Regions from separate parts of the Danio rerio genome. Here region 1 is linked to region 2. The links are chromatin contacts, called in public Micro-C maps. All regions are on one chromosome and are shown on one strand. Each heading gives the region's core, a stretch centred on a gene start, on an enhancer-like site or on the middle of the called end of the contact. The rest is flanking DNA. Distances are from core to core; before and after follow the strand shown. Region 1 holds the start of zc3h18 (zinc finger CCCH-type containing 18). Region 2 holds the start of tango6 (transport and golgi organization 6 homolog (Drosophila)).

Region 1 (2,700 bases), core at 72-2,571, 70 kb before region 2:
TTTGATATTAGTGTAAGCTTAATGTCATTTTTGATAATGAACTTAGTTGTTTTTAAAAATGATAAACTAATATTAGTGCATTATATGTAAATACATATTCAAAATATATGTTTGGTTTCTTTTAGATTAGGGCTGCTCAATATATCATTTCAGCATCAATATCGCATTGTGTGCATTTGCAGTTGTCACATCGCAGTATCTGCAATAATTTGGGATTATGATTGATCAGCAATAAAGACTTGTATTATTTTACATTGCATTTAATAATTTAATTACTGTACCTGAATATTTGACTACTGTTTGATTCTCTGGAAATCTGCATATTTCACTTTTGTCTTTACAAAATCTTATCTTATTTATGCTTGCAATTTGTTTGATTCACTCTGCCACAAGATTAACCCAATAAATCTAAATGAATGATTTAATTCCATAAAGTGGTATTCAAGTCATCTGCTGAAATTATATGAATATCGCAATATATATGACAGATAATTGAAAATGTCAAATTTCAGATTTTTTCCATATCATGCAGCCCTACTTTAAATATAATAAAATAGCTTTAATTTTTAAGTGTGTGTGTTGGTTGTGCAAAAAAAATTTGTTTTTAATTTAGTTGTAAAGTGTTTTTGCAATATTTAGCATGGATTTATTGTATTCTCTTTCAATTTCTAAATATGTTTGGTAACTAAAATATTATTTTATTAAATTATCTGTTGAATAAATCTGTTTTGTTCAAATGCACCAAAATAAATTGCCTAAATTCACTGAGAAATGGTTGAAAATATTAATTTTCAAAATGGGCTGTACCTTATGCTGAGCACTATATATATATATATAACAATTAGAAGAACTACTAGACAATATAAAAAAATATTTACTAAATGAAGTTAAGAGACATTTCACTGTGTTGTTTAGATTTGTTTTACACATGTGCAACAGTAGGTATTATTTATGCTGCAAATTAGTATTTTAACTGTCAGTTTAGTATCTAAGATATTAACCAAAATTGTTTTGTATCTTAATATTTTGTGTTTTTCTTAAATATATTTTAATGCTACCTTGAAGCTTTTTAATATTTGATCAAAAATAAATATTTGTAATTGTTTTTGATTATAAATAATGTTAGCTGTTTAACAGTGACTCGTTTTTAATTTAATTAAACATTTTGTTATTCCTAATTTTAGTATGTATTTTTTATTATGATTTTTTGTGAGTGACAAAGTTAAACTGTTTTAAATGTTACATGTTTTTCATCTTTTTTTATTTTTAAAACAAACAAACTCTGTCTGTTGTTGAATATCCTTTTCAGAGTTCTTGCTAATGGATACACCTGAGAGCCCGACCCAGTCCCCGCAGTCTCCCGAGGAGGAGGAGAAGGGTCTCTCTGACAATGAGCTGCTGGAGTCGCCTGAGTCCCCAGCAGAAGCAGACAAGGGAGTATCAGACAGTGAGCTCTTGAATGACGATGAAAATGAAGTCCCGGAGCATGGAGGAGACTCAGACTCTGAGGACAGAGACAGGCAGCCTGCTGGCCGAGAAGATCCAGAGGAGCTTTCGGATGTGGAAGATTACAAGTTGGACCGGGAGGAGAGAGAAGACATCCACCAACAAGAGGGTGCTTTGAGGGTTCAAGAAATCGCGCAGAAGGCTATCAAGTCTCCTGAGGAGGAAATCCTAGAGACGCCAAGATCTCCAGATCCTGTTTCGCCAGCGGCAGAACATGAGCGACCATTTACTCCAGCAGAGGAAGAGCGAGGAGATGATGATGAGGAGGAGGAAGAAGATGAGACGACAACCAAATCCGGCCTTGGCCAGGCAGAGCTTGAGGAAGAGGAGGATGAGGAAGAGGAGAGAAGGCGGCGGAGGAGAGCGGCGATGGTTGTGAGCGATCTGAAGGATGAGTCTTCTGTGTCCAGAGATCTGGATGAACACGAGCTGGATTATGATGAAGAGGTTCCAGAGGAGCCGAGCGCTGCTGCTCCTGAGGAAGACGAGCCAGAGAAGCCTGCTGTAGGGGAGGATGGAGAAGATGAAGAGGAGGAGGACGAAGAGGAGGAAAAGAGGCGCAAGAGGAAGGAAAGGAAACCCATTCTGCCTCCGGATAACAGAGACACACCCCTGAGAAAATCTGAGGACTCGAGGGAAGGAGGGAGGAGAGATTCGTTCCGTGATAAAAAGAAAGAAGAGGATGATGGAGAGATCGATGAGGGAGAGATAGATGTAAGTATACTGAAATCATTTGTGACTTTGCAGATTAATATTGTTTTTTTGTTTTATTAATATTATTTTGGTTTTGATGCAACCAGACAGCATTTGTGGAAGTTTGTGCATGAGGGTTTTTTGCTTGTATTGTATAGCCAGGTTGTAACAGTAGAGGGAGCCATTGAATGCAATATTTAGTTTTTTTTATTATTATAACAAATTGCACTACTTTTAAGCTAAAAATAGAAAATACTTCTTCTTTGAATATGAACTCATCACATAATGTATTAATTTATATTTAAATTAGACATTTTACTAAAATTTTAGAGTTGGTAGCATTTTGTAAATGAAAAACAATAATGTGCTAAAAAAATAACAATGTAATCGCCGTAAATATCATAGTAAAATGATGTATGTTAATATTTAAAACAATATTTTTAAACATATTTTAAATAAAATGTATTCCTTTTATTGCAAAGCTAATTTTTCTTTAATTTG
Region 2 (2,700 bases), core at 44-2,543:
ACGGGGAGTTAAACAGATCCTACAACTCTGTGCCTGTGTTCAAAACTCATGTATTCCTGAAGAAGCACCCATGCCCGTCTGACCCGGATAAATACTCCTTCACATTTGAACATGTGCAAGTGCCTGTGGCCTGTACCTGTGCAGTGCCTAAACAATAACCGAGGACAAATTAAGACCCAATCTGTAGAGACGTGTCTCATGTACCGAGTAGTGTTTGTTTTAAAATACAATTTTATAAGGTACTTACATTATTTGATATGCTTACATTCGTAAGCTTAAAGGTTGCATGTGTCACATGATTTATTTCAAAGTTTATAAACCAACACTCTTTCAAGAAAGATTTGCTTGTAATATAGTAAAACACTACTTTATTTAGGCTTTATTTATTTATATATTAATAACTTATTTACTATTTATTGAACTTTTATGTAAGGTTTGCAAATATGTGAACTTTTGATCTGCGCTCAACTTTCTTTCTTATTGGGCGTGAAATATTAATCTTGTCAATGACAAGAATAGTTATATTAAGTTCATGTTTCAATGATAACAATCGAATGTATTAGATTCAGAATGCTTTGTTTTTGTAGTTTGTCCAAATGGTATTATGTTGTAAAACAAACTGAATAAAGTCTATGCTTGTATATCAGTGATGGGTTCATTCATCTTTATCTAGATTTATAAATGGGTAAACTGTCAAGGTTTCTGGATCATATTTCACTCAGGAGGATTAATAATTAATACTATTCATTCATAAATTATCATTTAAAGTTTGTTGTTGACATGCATGTGAAAAGTATAACAATTCTGTATTATCATAATTACCATAAAATGAGAATGATTATTTTTAAAAATTGCAGTATTTATTCTGCTTTTTGTGGGTTCACAAATTTATTAATAAGTCAAATACAAGCAATTAGAGAGGAAAGCAGCTTTGTTTTTGTTTTGTTTTTTTAAGATTTTTCTGATTTTATGGCTTGTTTATTGATTTTTTAAAATAAAAAAGTCACTATAAACTGACAATAAAAAGACAATTTTACCAAAAACCCTTGTCACTCATCCTCAAAATACTTATTAGTTGTTATACATTGTTTAAACAGTTTGTATTATTCACACCACATTACACTATCCTTCACACAACTACACTTAACTGTGATCACTTATATTTTTAGAGTAGGCCTACAGTTATATTTTAAAGTATTTGTTTTCTTTTTTACATAAACCTGCTGCGTTTGAGATTGTAGGACTTTTATTATGAAAATATTTAATTTCAACCGTAGTTACGTTGAAGCTTTGCGACAGTCTTACAAGCAACACATTGCGGTGAGGAGCAAGATGACCACAGCATTAATAAAGTCTCTCAGTATATTAACGAAACCTATTCGAGGTAAGAAAAACATTACAACAGCGGACAAATCCTGTTCAGAACACGTTCTCTGTTTTCATTATTCGTTGGCTAACGTTAATTTCAACCAGTACTTTAACGTTACAGTCTTAAAGAATCTATCAGATAACAGTTCCAAACTGTCATTATTAACTCGCCCTTATATTGTTTGAACAATTTTTATACTATTATTCTATTATTCTTTTCGTAAAGCGAAAAGAATAATAGTATAAATAACATTTTTAACCCTTTGTCATGTAAAGTTACTGACATATTAACAAGACTAGCTAATCACTTTCAGTGTTTGTTTTCCCACACATTCAATAATAAATAGCGACAGCCATTTAACGTTAGCTAAATATATTATTTGTGGAGGTTTGTGTAAAATTTAGGTTTTATAAATTTCTTACATACATGTCGGGAAAAAAGATCCTGTTCTGAGTAAAACTTTAAGCTGTGTTCATTATTTAGACTACTGATTACGTGTCTTGAAGAGCACCAATATGAATGTTATTATTTATACTATATATATATATATATATATATATATATATATATATATATATATATATATATATGTATGTATGTGTGTGTGTGTGTGTGTGTGTGTGTGTGTGTGTGTGTGTATAAACATGAAATATATTATATTGATCTATTACTGTTTTTTTAAGTAATTGCTCTAAATGATAATAATGTTATTGAAATTTAGAAGACACGTTACGAAACTCAAATGAACATTTTATTTAAAACAAGTACCTACTAATGACAAATTTTGAAATCCAATATACATTTAAAATGTTCTGGCACACATTCTAGATGGGCAGTTGAGCGATGGTCAAACCACAGAAGCAGCGCTGCTTTCAGCCCTCCAGAGGAACCTGTCTGAGCTTCAGGAGCAAATTTCAGAGGCGAAAGATCTGACAGAAGTCCGTCCTCTTCTGGAAGAGGTCAGAAGAGTCGTCACATGGTTCTGCAGGGACACTGAGGACATAACATGGAGCTTTGTCCAGGAATGTCTTCTCTTGCTGCTTTGCCTGGCTCGACACCTGAAGCGCCTCCTGGATGCCTTTCACAAACATCCTGCGGCACCAAATCTGGCAACCCCTGAAGCAGCTCCTCCACTCCCCCCAGATGTTCTCAGTGTGGCCCAGCAGAAGACACTGGGTGCTGTGCTGCAGTTTGTGGTCACTCTGGGTCTCTGCCCATATTTGGCTCCCGGTGTCGGGGTAGCATTGGGACTGAGGTCGGCTTTTGGGGCAGCTGTAGAAGGGGCAGTCCGACTTGATGTGGCCCCTGCGGGTGAAAGGCGACTTCTTGTC

The links. A called contact is a pair of places that touch in the nucleus more often than the background predicts.
Region 1: a Micro-C map of caudal fin shows a contact between it and region 2, with 5 times the contacts expected there. The contact joins the promoter of zc3h18 here to the promoter of tango6 in region 2. A contact is called at or near these places in 2 of 18 Hi-C or Micro-C datasets (caudal fin and hematopoietic stem cells) and 1 of 4 datasets of contacts at active chromatin or transcription factors (caudal fin).

Annotation. Positions count from the first base shown.
Region 1 is chr18:18,528,040-18,530,739 of GRCz12tu, reverse strand. It overlaps zc3h18 (zinc finger CCCH-type containing 18), which reads left to right and starts at 1,321. Exons shown (of 17, transcript NM_001044339.2): 1 at 1,321-2,220. The coding sequence starts at 1,321.
Region 2 is chr18:18,457,962-18,460,661 of GRCz12tu, reverse strand. tango6 (transport and golgi organization 6 homolog (Drosophila)) reads left to right here and starts at 1,293. Exons shown (of 18, transcript XR_012394012.1): 1 at 1,293-1,384; 2 at 2,198-2,700. il17c (interleukin 17c) reads left to right here. Exons shown (of 2, transcript NM_001020788.1): 2 at 1-158. The coding sequence ends at 158.